Regions from separate parts of the Macaca mulatta genome. Here region 1 is linked to region 2. A link is a contact called in public Hi-C data. All regions are on one chromosome and are shown on one strand. Each heading gives the region's core, a stretch centred on a gene start, on an enhancer-like site or on the middle of the called end of the contact. The rest is flanking DNA. Distances are from core to core; before and after follow the strand shown. Region 1 holds the start of TGFB1 (transforming growth factor beta 1). Region 2 holds the start of CCDC97 (coiled-coil domain containing 97).

The links. Hi-C and Micro-C count contacts between places; a contact is called where the count stands out from the background.
Region 1: a Hi-C map of cortical neurons shows a contact between it and region 2, with 2.3 times the contacts expected there. The contact joins the promoter of TGFB1 here to the promoter of CCDC97 in region 2. A contact is called at or near these places in 3 of 14 Hi-C or Micro-C datasets (CD4 T cells, cortical neurons and liver).

What each region holds. Positions count from the first base shown.
Region 1 is chr19:52,495,790-52,502,231 of T2T-MMU8v2.0, forward strand. TGFB1 (transforming growth factor beta 1) reads right to left here and starts at 3,832. Exons shown (of 7, transcript XM_015124025.3): 1 at 2,519-3,832. The coding sequence starts at 2,873. It overlaps B9D2 (B9 domain containing 2), which reads right to left. Exons shown (of 4, transcript NM_001261075.1): 4 at 4,243-4,820. The coding sequence ends at 4,507.
Region 2 is chr19:52,451,186-52,457,066 of T2T-MMU8v2.0, forward strand. It overlaps CCDC97 (coiled-coil domain containing 97), which reads left to right and starts at 4,032. Exons shown (of 5, transcript XM_015124014.3): 1 at 4,032-4,127. The coding sequence starts at 4,082. It overlaps LOC144337542 (a long non-coding RNA gene), which reads right to left. Exons shown (of 2, transcript XR_013410748.1): 1 at 5,770-5,881; 2 at 642-4,889. It overlaps HNRNPUL1 (heterogeneous nuclear ribonucleoprotein U like 1), which reads left to right. Exons shown (of 14, transcript XM_077982970.1): 14 at 181-1,118. The coding sequence ends at 297.

The DNA of each region.
Region 1 (6,442 bases), core at 2,582-5,081, 44 kb after region 2:
TAGAGACTGTGCTCTTATCCCCTAAGTGATTGTTCTACTTTTTATTATTCGTTTTCCACCCTTAACTCCCTTCCCCAGCTGGTTAGGGAAAGTGAAGTTCATTCTGGGTAGGAACGGCTGTAGTGGGGACAAAAGGAATTAAGGTGTTTTCTTTTCTTTTCTTTTTTGAGAGGGAGTCTCTGTCGCCCAGGCTGGAGTGCAGTGGCACAACCTCCGCTTCCCAGGTTCAAGTGATTCTCCTGTCTCAGACTCCCAAGTAGCTGGGATTACAGGCGCCGCCCGCCACCCCGCCCAGCTAATCTTTGTATTTTTAGTAGAGACGGGGTTTCCCCATGTTGGCCAGGCTGGTCTGGAACTCCTGACCTCAGGTGATCCACCCGCCTTGGCCTCTCAAAGTGCTGGGATTACAGGCGTGAGCCACGGCGCCCAGCCAAGTTATTTTCTAGTTTAGGAAAAGTTTGGGGTTGAGGATGAGGGAATAGGCCATGAACTCCTGGATCAACTGGGGCAACTGCTTCCAGCCTCCTATAGTGGGGGTGTGAAAAGAGACTGGTGAGAAAGCCAGAGGAAACCGCTTCCTAGGGCGCCCTTAGATCCTCCTCCTCTTCCCCAGTCTCCCTCCCCACCCAGCCCCAATAAGCCCTATTCTTGGCCCGGAGGTTACTCAGCAAACCCCAAAGGAAAGGCAGAGCCTTGGCTGGGGAAGACAGATAGGGAGGAAGAGAAAGAGGAGGGAAAGGAAGGGTTGGAGGGTGCTGCGAGAGGGAGAGGCGGTCAGATGCTAGAGACAGAGAGGACCGTGGAAGAGAAAAATAGAAAGGGAGAGAAAATAGTCGCAGAGACAAAAACCATGCGTGGACAGAGAGACTAACGGAGACGAAAAGAAAGAGGCAGATGGGGACACACGTGCGAGAAGAGACACATGTGCATTTGTTGGGGAGAAGAGGATTGGAGGTGCCAGTGTTAAAGGAGCCTCTACAACGAAGGTGAAGCACGGAAGATAAGGCAAGGCTGAGACTTGGGTGCAGTGTGCGCGTCATTGGGCTGGAGCCGTAAACTGGCGCAAGAATGGGCCGGCGACCGGCAAGCCCACACCGCCCAAAAGTCAGTGAAACCTAAGGGATCTTTCCCAAAGCTCTGAACCACGCAGGACGCCTGGGTCCTCGCATGGATGGACGGGGCCGGCTCAGTGGGAGCCCCGCCCGTAGCTGGGGTGAGGAGGGCGGGAGGCGCCGCAGCCAGGAGGGCGGGGACCAGACCTGCCCCGTCTCGCCCCGGGCTCCGCGCGCGATCCCCGCCCCCGCCGGGGGCATGGGAAGGAAAGGGAAGGGAGGAGAGTGAGGCGGCCGGACGCTGGGGTTTCCCCAGCCACCTCGAGAGGAACTGGGGCTTTGGGGTCCAGACTGCCAGCATTTAGCGCAGCGGGGTCCTCCTGCCCCTTGGTGGAAGCGCAGGCTCCTCCCCCCGCGCGTGGCACCCACGTGGGGCTTTCTCACTCCTCCCAGCTTGGTTTTCTCACCTCGGTCTCGTAGAGTCACTCCCCACCCAGCACTTCCCCTGCGGCTGGACTCCGCTCAGCCCATTCCCCTGCATCCTGCGGCGAGTGGCGGGACGGGCGGGGGGCGCTCAGTGCTCGCGGCGTGGATGGCGCTGGGTATCTCTCCTCCGCCCCGCTCACACCACCTTTCCCACGCTTGTCTCCCCTCTCGGTAAAGCTCTTCCCATGACCCAGGATTCTAGGTCTTCTGGAAGCTCAATTCCTCCTCTGGGCTCCCCACTCTGTCCCTCACATCCCCGTGTGAAACACCGAGGACACTTCTGCATCCCGGGCACACTCCTGGGTCTCCGCTCCTCTCCCGCTTGCCTCCTCCTTCCAATAACCTCCCGTCCCTTTCTCCCCACATTTATCACACCCACCTCTGTTTCTCTTTCTACGACTCTCCCCCACCCCCGCATCCCGCGTGTTCCTCGCAGCCTCTGGAAATGGGTCCGCTCTCACTTTTCTCGCACCCCCTAGGGTTGCCTTCATCCAGCTTTTCTGTCCTTGAATCTTTCCACCTCAGGACCCCCAAGCTCTGGGTCAACTTGCCCCAGTGCCTCTCCTTTCCCAAATGCTGAGGTCTTCGCTTCTCCCACACCGGGCTCCCCTCTCCCCCCTCTCCTACCCCACGACCCCCTCCCCAATTCAACGCGTCCTGGAGGAGGGAGCCTTCTACCGTCCCCCTATTGCTTCTATCCCTCTAGGGCACTACCCCCACGACCCCGCATGTTTCTGTCGCCCTCTAGAAGCGGTCCACTTCGCTATCTCCTCCTCTCCAAGACCAGATACCTGGGGGGTAGGGGACTCAGTGCCATCCTCTTTCGGACACCCCCCTCCCACCATCCCACGTTCCCTTTGCCCCGGGGGGTCCTCTTCCTCCAGCCAGTTTCCTCTGCCAGTCACTTCCTACCCGGGGCCCCGGCACTCCGGCGCCCCCTGGGGGCCCCCCTCCCGGCTCCCCTGCCCCTCCGAGCTCACCGTTGTGGGTTTCCACCATTAGCACGCGGGTGACCTCCTTGGCGTAGTAGTCGGCCTCCGGTTCGGGTTCCGGCTCCGCACTCTCCCCGGCCACCCGGTCGCGGGTGCTGTTGTACAGGGCGAGCACGGCCTCGGGCAGCGGGCCGGGCGGCACCTCCCCCTGGCTCGGGGGGCTGGCGAGCCGCAGCTTGGACAGGATCTGGCCACGGATGGCCTCGATGCGCTTCCGCTTCACCAGCTCCATGTCGATAGTCTTGCAGGTGGATAGTCCCGCGGCCGGCCGGCCAGGCGTCAGCACCAGTAGCCACAGCAGCGGTAGCAGCAGCGGCAGCAGCCGCAGCCCGGAGGGCGGCATGGGGGAGGCGGCGCCCCCCGGCACTGCCGAGAGGGCGAACAGGGCTAGCGTGGTGGGGAGGCCCCGCCCCTGCAGGGGCTGGGGGTCTCCCGGGAAAAGGTAGGAGGGCCTCGAGGGAAAGTTGAGGTCCTCAGGGAGAAGGGCGCAGTGGTGGAGGGGAGGCTTGGACCGGGGGTGTCTCAGTATCCCACGGAAATAACCTAGATGGGCGAGATCTGGTACCAGAAGGTGGGTGGTCTTGAATAGGGGATCTGTGGCAGGTCGGAGAGAGATCCGTCTCCTGGAGGAGAAAAGGTCTAGGATGCGCGGGGGCTCAGGAGACAGGCCGGGGATGAAGGCGGCGTGCAGGGGGTGCGCCCGAGGTCTGGGGAAAAGTATTTGCGGGAGGCCGGGTCGGCGACTCCCGAGGGCTGGTCCGGAATGGGGGCGCCTGAGGGACGCCGTGTAGGGGGCAGGGAGGGAGCAAGCGTCCCCGGCGGCAAAGGGAGGCGGTCTGGGGTCCCCAAGTCCTGCCTCCTCGCGGGGCAGCGTCGCGCCAAGAGGTCCCCGCGCCTCCGGCTCCCAGCGGCAACGGAAAAGTCTCAAAAGTTTTTTTCCTCTTCTCCCGACCAGCTCGTCCCTCCTCCCGCTCCTCCTCCCCCTCCTCCCCGCAGTGGCGGGGGCGGCGGCGGCTCGTCTCAGACTCTGGGGCCTCAGGCTGCTCCTCGGCGACTCCTTCCTCCGCTCCGGGCCGAGGCCGGCCCCGCGGGCGGCTCAGAGCCGGGGGGGTGCCCCGGACGGGGCGTCCCCCCTGCCCCCGGCCGGGGCCCTCGCAGTCTGGCTGATCCGCGGAGGGAGGTGGGAGGGAGATGGCCCAGGGCGCGAAGGGCGGCGGCGGCGGGGACCGGCTGGGTCGGCGGGGGGTTTTGAAGCCGCCCCAGCCCCACCCAGGAAGCGCACGGGGCGGGAGCGCGGGCGGCCCCCAGGGGGAGGGCATGGGGGGGCTGGGCCACAGTCCTCATCTCGCGTGGGCGGGCTCTGAGGGGGGTCCCTTCAGCCCTGGGGGAAAGGGGCGGGCACCCCGGCTCCGCCCCGCAAACAGGGTGCTGCCTCCTGGCGGCCAAGAGCCACCAAAGCAGGTGATCCAGATGCGCTGTGGCTTTGCGGGCGGTGTGGGTCACCAGAAAAAGAGGACCAGGCGAAGGCTTAATCCGCGGGATGAGACACAGGGGAGCCGACCAGAGGAGGGGGACCCAGAACGGGAGGACAGTGTGAGGCTGGCACACAGGGTAGGGGAAGAGGGTCTGTCAAGATGGGGGCATCCGGAGGGTGTCAGTGGGAGGAGGGGGCAACAGGACACCTGAGGGATGGAAGGGTCAGGAGGCAGACACCGGTAAGAATTGCTCTCCTTTACTGAGCACCTCCCATGTGGCTAAGCAGCCTCTTGTCATCCAACATCCTGCGACCCCATACATTTACTCTCCCCAATTTACAGGTAGGGAAACTGGGCCCAGAGGGACCCAGAGGTCCTAGCAAGGACAGGAGTCCTTAGCTGGGGTCCAGCTCTGATGGTCTCCAGAGTCCGTGCTCCTGACCACTGTGCCTCACTGGGTGTCCAGGGTGTGGATGGTGGTGGCGTTGGAGACAGGGTCCCTCAGCACTCAACGCCATAGCGGTCGAAGTTGCGGAGCAGCAGGCTGATCTCCAGGTGCACGGTGCCACCAGCAGCTGTGTGCAGGCGATAGCGGTCGGCCCCACTGTAGATGGTGTCCCCATGCAGCAGCTGTGGCCCACCACCCACGAAAGCCCGTGCCAGCTGCTCTCGCCAACTGCCCAGGGGCCGCCAGGTGGGGCAGGCCAGCTGGTGTGTGCCCGGGCTGCTGGGCACATGGCAAAATCCATAGCCTGCAAGCTGGCAGCGGCCAAAGCTGTCCTGGGACCACACCTGGAAATGGAGCCGGGGCCAGCCTGCAGGAAAGCAGGGAGAGGGGAAAGGAGGGATGGGTGGTGACCAGACTCCTGCTCCTGATTCCCCCCTCCCTGATACTCACCGGAGACCCCAGGCCCAGTCCTTTCCTTTCTGGGTTTCTGTCCCAGGGTTTCCAACCCAGCCTCCTTTCTAGACTCCCATCTTCTCATCTATCCCCACACAACTGCCAGAGATCTTTCCAAATCCATGTTACTCCCCTGCTAAGGATCCTTCCATAGCTCCCCAGTGCCCTCACTATAAAGTCCAACCTCTTCAACATTCAAGGCCCTTCTAATCAGACCTCTGCTGAATTTCCTCTCTGTGTTATCCTCCTCCATGACCCCATGTCAGGGCAGCCCATTGCTCCTCCAGTCCCCAGGTAACCATCGTGGGTCTTGTCAGGGTCACCTCCTGCCTTCCCTCCTCATGTTCCTGCCCTGCTCTCTTTGGGCCCAGGGCCTTCTTTCTTGCCCCTCTCTAATCCACCTTCCACCTGGCATCTGGAAACATCTTTCCTTCCATAGCTTTGCCCATGTCCTCAGAACACAGTTCAGCTCCTCAGTCTAGTAGTCAAAACCCTTGGAGATCCAGCTCCATCTCATCTCATCTCATGCTGACCCCTTCCCCTGTGCCAGGCCCTGTTCTAGCTAGCTGGGGACACGGCGGACATGAACATGGATGGCAGACAAAAATTCCTGCCCCCGTGAAGCTGATATCCTAGACAACAAATGTAGTAAATAAGCAAATTATACGTTAGATCGGATGGTGGTAATTGCTGTGGAGAAAAACAGAGCTGGGTAGGGTGAGGGTGGGGATATGGCTGTAGAAGGGGATCAAGGAAGCTTCACTAAGAAGGTGACATTTAAGCAAATGCTAAAAGGAAGGAAGGGAGTAGGCCATGTGGCCATCTAGAGGAAGAGTGTTCCCAGCCAGAGGGAACAGCAAGTGCCAGGGCCCTGAGAGGGGAGTGTCTGGTGGGGACGGCATGGCCGGAGCCCCGACAGAGTGTGCCTGGTGGGGATAGCATGGCTAGAGCAGAATGAGGTGAGGAGAAGGGAAGGAGGTGCCAGCCAGGTTGCGGAGAGCCTTGTGATGCATGCTAAGACTTTGGCTTTTACCCTGAGTGAGATGGGGACGACTGGAGGGTTCTGAGCAGAGCGGAGACAGGACCTTAGGTGTTCACAGGGTTCCAGCTGCATGTGGGGTGCAGATTAGCGGGGGTTGGGGAAGGGGGCCCCAGAGAAAAGATTACTGTCATAGTCCAGGTGAGAGATGAACTTGGACAGATCAAGATGCTGGGCGAGAAAAGGGTGAGAAGTGGGATTTAGGGTGTATTTCAAAAGTAGAGGCAGTAAGATTTCCTAATGGACAAAATGGGGGCTTGAGAAAAGAGAGAGCAAGGCTGGTGCCACCACTGGGGAACCGGAGGCCCCAAGAGCTGAAAGATTAGAGCTGCCCACCTTACCCGCACAGCACCGGAAAGTTTTTCTTTCCCCAGCTCCAGCTTAAAGGACAGAAAGATTATTTAAGAGTGAAATCTCGGCCAGGCGCGGTGGCTCACACCGATAATCCCAGCACTTTGGGAGGCCGAGGCAGGTGGATCACCTGAGGTCAGGAGTTC
Region 2 (5,881 bases), core at 2,782-5,281:
CCTAACTGCCTACCTGTGTGGCATCAGGTCTTCCCGAGGTGCCTTGATTTCTCTGCCAGGGGACCCGTGTTCAACTGTTGTCACTGCACCTGTCTCTGCCCTAGAGGAGAGTGGGCTGGTGGGGAGGCTAAATGTGGGTTAGATGCAGGACAACTTGGTGTTCTTGGTTTCTTTCCCCAGTATGCCCAGCAGTGGAACCAGTACTATCAGAACCAGGGCCAGTGGCCGCCATACTACGGGAACTACGACTATGGGAGCTACTCCGGGAACACACAGGGTGGCACAAGCACACAGTAGCCAGTGTGACCCAGAGGCTCCCAGAGGCCCCTGCCGGCTTCCTCCACCAGCGCCTGCCTCTGCCCCTCCTCTGCCCCCGCCAGATCCCGTGGTGCTGGGGATGGGGTCATCCCAGGGCTGCCTCCCTCCAGCCCACTGCCTCCCCTCCGAGGGGCTTCCTTCGCCTCCATAGGGCCAGGCATTTTTCTCTGGATTCAAACAGGCAACAATGACCTTTTATTTTCTGTTTGTCCCCACCTCCCCAACCTTCCACTTCCTGTTCTTCCTACCTTCTTCCTTTTTGACTAAATAATCCCCGCCTCCCTTGGTCATACAGTGAGGCTACAGTGACTGAGGGGAGAATCCCTTCCTGTTCACTCTCCCAACCCTGCTCCAACCCCTCAGCTTCCCAGACCCTCATGCAGTTGGTTGTAAATTCTCCCAGGAGCTGTTTTACTGTCTACTTTTCAGGATTAAAAAAAAAAATCAAAACTTTAAAAAAAAAAAAAAAGTTTAAAAAGCAAAATGGGGAGGGAGGAAGCAGTGACATATTTTTTTGGTAATTATGCGCTTTTTTTTAATTTTTAGAATTTGTCTGTTTTTACTGTGGGTCGGCTGTTGATATTTCATCAAGATAAGCATTTCTTTCCTGAGTTCAGGTGACTGAGGAAGAGCCACAAAACAAAACACAACAAAACCAAACCACAGAATCATCTTTAACCCGACTTTTTATACGATGCCCCAGTTCCCCATAACTTTGCACACAAGCTTCTGTGTTCAGTTGAATTGTAACTGCTTTTTGTATTTGGAGAGAGTGTGACTATTGAACTTGAAACCTTTTATTCCGGGCGTCTTGGTAGTTTCTGGTGGGATTCAGTGGGTGAGAGGGAAGGAGGGGAGGTTGGGGGGCTCCTTCCCTTCAGAACTTGAAGTTTCTCCCACTGCCTCCTCTCCAGTGGTCTCCCAGGTGCCAGACCCAAAAGCTTTTCCTACAGTGATACCCTTTATTTTTACTTCCCCTTGACTCATATGTTTTAACATGATTTTAACAAACTGCACTTATTAAGAAATGTGTTTGCCCTGTTTTGTTTGGTTTCATTTTGTTTTCTTTGAATAAATGACATAGCACCTCCTAGCAGGAAGGAAGCAGGGTTAAAACCCTGAAGTGTTAACTGCAGTTGGCCATTAATTGGGGTGGGGGCCTTTTAAAGGGAAATTATTTACTCATTCATTAAACCAACTTACTGAGGGATTCATATGCTTGGCCCCAATTTTGGTGCCAAAAATGCACACTTAAACAAGGGTCCCTGGTTTACAATCATCTGGTTCATTTTTAAAGTGCTTTTCTGGTTCTCTACTTCTCACGGTCTAAAATCCCTCCAGGAGTTTTTGAGTAAAGGACGTGGAACAGGCCTGTAGGTGGAGGGATGGGTGGGACTGATGGGGCAGAGACCAGGGCTGGTTTGTTCAGGATCATCACTGGGCATCCACAGACCACCTGCCTCAGACCTGGCCTGTGTGCAGCACGGAGGACAGTTACTGCCTGTTCTGTGGTTGGGGCTCATGAGGATTCCAGGAGCTTCATGTTTCAGGCAGTGTGTGTGAGCCACCTGCTGTGTTCTTCAGCTGCCCTGGACAGTGCTGGGGACACAGTATGGCCACGGCAGTCCTGGACCCTGTTCTCACAGAGCTCCCACTCCAGAGAGAACAAAGACCTGCCAGCACGAAGTGGTCAGCTGTGAGAGCCTGGGCTGGTGTGCAGGGAGGGCTTCCTGGAGCAGTGAGCCAGGGTAAAAGACTCCAGATTGCATCCCTATGGCCCATCGTCCTCCTCCCTTAGCAACCTTACGTCTTCATTCCCTCAGTACATGCTGTGTTCCTGGCTCCTTGTGGGAGACAATGCTGGGCCACAGGAGAAGCCAATTCAGCCCCAATCTTCCCTGGTGGGAGCTCAGAGCCTTGTGAAGGGGAGATGGACAACAAAAACAAGGGAGGGAAGCTGACTAGTCTCAGAATCTCGGGTAGGGCATCAGAACGAGAGAAGGAACCAAGGTTGGTGGCTAAAAGGACCCTAGAGTGCCCCAGAGAGGAGGTGGCGGGGAGAGGCTAGGGCCTTTAGTCTGGGAAGCCTTTCCCTGCATGTCCATGTGCTGGGCTACAGCGCCCTCTGCTGGTCTCTCCTGGTAATGCCTAGGCACCGTGCCTAGGTATCTGGGGTGGTAAATAGGGACCTCCTTGGCTTTCTTCCACATCGCCAGACCTTAAGGGAATGCAAATGAGGAAGCTCTTCCTCTGTTCACAGCCACAGTCGTCCTCACACACATCTCATCTCCAGTCCCTTGATCCCCTTGCCCACTCCCTTCAGAATATAGAAGTCAAGCCACTTACTATGGCTTATGCAGGTCCTGCATGGCCTAGCACCTGGTAACCTCGCTGGCTCCATCTTCTTCTGCTCCCCCTTTGAATATCAAATCAGTGGTTATTTAGTTCTGAGGAGCCATAAATCCTTTTTGGAACCCACAAATGATGCCATGAACCACTGCATTGGAGAATACAGAGGCACATGGAATTGCATAAAAATTCATGAGGTTCTCAAAACCTCCACAGCCCAATCATGGCTTTCAAGTTAGAGCTCGTTTCCTACGCCCTGACGGTACTGAAGTGCTTGTAGCAACCAGAACTGTCCGTACCTGCCATCCTCCTCAAGACTCTTCCTTACCTTCCTCTTACCCAGCTCCTACTCGTTCTTCAGGTCTTAGCTTGAGGGTCCCCTCCCAGAAAGAAGCCTTCCTTGACCCTCCAGCCTGGGGTGGGCAGCTCCCTCAGCCCTCTGGATCCATCAAAGCCCTGGCCACTGAATGGTTATTGGTGACATGTCTGTCTACTATGCTGGTAACACCTAAATAGAGCCCCACCCATCCCACAGGGAAATAAGGACCACAGTTGTCTTGTTTCACACCTGCGGATTTCCTCCAGGTCCTGGGAACACAAAATGGGAAGTTCTATCTCATCACCCATCTCATGCCAGCCAGAGACAGGGTATGATGATGGAAGTAAGCCAGGCTGGTGGCTCACGTATGTAATCCCAGCACTTTGAGAGGCTGAAGCAGGAGGACTGCTTGAGGCCAGGAGTTGGAGACCAGCCTGGTCAACGAAGTGGGACCCTGACTCTGCAAAATAATTTAAAAATTAGCCAGGCGCGGTGGTGCGCGCCTGTAGTCCCCAACTACTCCAAAGGCTGAGGCAGGAGGATCACTTGAGCACAAAAATGTGAGATTACAGTGAACTGTGATGGCGCCACTGCACTCGTCTGGGCGACAAAGCGAGACCCTGTCTCAAAAAAAAAAAAAAAGAGTCAAGGCTTAGTAAATATTCCTGAATTCCTGAAGGGGTGAAGAAAGGAAAAGGGTAGGCGGGGGTCTAAACCAGAGCACGAACCCTCAGAGAATGTCAGCTCCAGGCTCCGGGGGACAGTCCTTTAACCATCCCAAAATTAAGCACGCTGGGAGCTGGAGTCACATCAGTGAACAAACGAACAACGGTTCTGGTTCCTACTGACTGATAGCAGAGTCAAGGGCCTCTCACTCTCCGGGGAGCCCCTTTCCTTCCTGGCTGCGGAGGGCGGAGCCCGAGAGAGACACGCATGAGCAATGCAACGTCTGCCTTAGGCCCGGAACTTTGGTGCCTGGGCGCAGCGGCGCACCCGGACCCGGAACATTCTCAGGCGAAAATGTCTCTTGCGTGCGTGGGCCGGAAGTTGGTGTGCGGGGCCCGCCCGGCGGTTGACAAGTCCGAGAGAATCAGGATGGAGGCCGTGGCGACTGCGGCGGCGGCGAAGGAACCCGATAAGGGTGAGATCTTGGTCACGCGGAGGCGGCGGGTGGGTGCGGCTGCGGTGTCTCTAGGAAATGATTCCCCCAGGAACGCAAGGAGGACTCGCTTTAGGAGGACGCCCGGCCCCCTCAGCCTTACCGGTCCTCTTCACCACTTTGCCCGGATTATCCCCTCCCTTGTCGGGGGCTGACCTCCATTCCTTCCTCCCTAAATTAACCTCTTCCCAGTTCCAGACCAATCCTTTCCATGTCCCTGACTAACTCGTTTCCTTACCAGGCAGTGAGTTAACAGAAACCTCTCTATCCCGGCCTAATTTCCGCACTGCCTCAGACCAGCCCTTCTCAAATTACCTCCTTCCCTATACCACGCTGAGCCTTCCCTCGCTCTAGACGAATCCTCCGACTTTTCCAGGCTAAACTTCTACCTGCCTCATGCAAACTTAACTTATCCCAATCTAACGATTCCCTCATTTCTTTGTAACTCGCCTTTCCCCCAAAGCCCGAAATCCAGCCAGGCTCCTTTCAAAGTCCTTAGTCAATTTCTGTGCTTCCCCACAACCTTCAAAGTAATCCGATGTCGGGTGAGATGTGGTTGGAAGGGTGGCTCAACCACCACTGGCCAAGAATTGGTTATTGTGGAAACCACATGGAGATGATCGGTATATGGAGGTAGGGGGAGAGGTGTCGTTGTACTTTCTACGTTTGTGTGCGTTTGAAATTTTTTTTTTTTTTTTTTTTTTTTTTTTTTTTTTGAGACGGAGTCTCGCTCTGTCGCCCAGGCTGGAGTGCAGTGGCGCGATCTCGGCTCACTGCAAGCTCCGCCTCCCGGGTTCACGCCATTCTCCTGCCTCAGCCTCCCGAGTAGCTGGGACTACAGGCGCCCACAACCGCGCCCGGCTAATTTTTTGTATTTTTAGTAGAGACGGGGTTTCACCGTGTTCTCGATCTCCTGACCTTGTGATCCGCCCGCCTCGGCCTCCCAAAGTGCTGGGATTACAGGCGTGAGCCACCGCGCCCGGCTGAAATTTTCTAAAGATAAAAAATTTAACCTAAATAAAAAGTCTTAAGGCCTGGTGCAGTGGCTCCCACTTGTAGTCCCAGCACTTTGGGAGGCCAAGGCAGAAGGGTTGCTTGAGCCCAGGAGTTTGAGATCAGCCTGGGCAACAGAGAGAAACCTGATCTCTACAAACATTTAAAAATTAGCCAGGCCTGGTGGCTAGGGAGTAGCTAGGACAAGCTACTCCAGAGACTAAGGTGGGGAGTGTCACTCGAACCCTTTGAGATTGCAGTGAGCTAAGATTATTACACCACTGCACTCCAACCTCTGCAACAGAGTGAGACTTGAGCCCAGGAGTTTGAGACCAGCACTGGCAGCATAGCCAGGCCCCATCTCTGCAAAAAAATTTAAAAATTAAGGCCAGGCCCGGTGGCTCACACCTGTAATCACAGTACTTTGGAAGGCCGAGGCAGGAAAATCACCTCAGGTCAGGAGTTGGAGACCAGCCTAGCCAACATATCGCAACCCCATCTCTACTAAAAACACAAAAATTAGCCAGGCGTCGTGGTGTGTGCCTGTAATCCCAGCTACTTAGGAGGCTGAGGCACCAACCGGAATCACTTGAACCGAAGAGGCAGAGGTTGCAGTAAGCAGAGATCGCACCACTGTACTCCAGCCTGGGTAACAACAGAGCAAAACTCTGTCTCAAAAAAAAAAAAATTAGCCAGGTTTGGTGGTGCATTCCTGTGGTCCCAGCTACGCAGGAGGCTGAGGC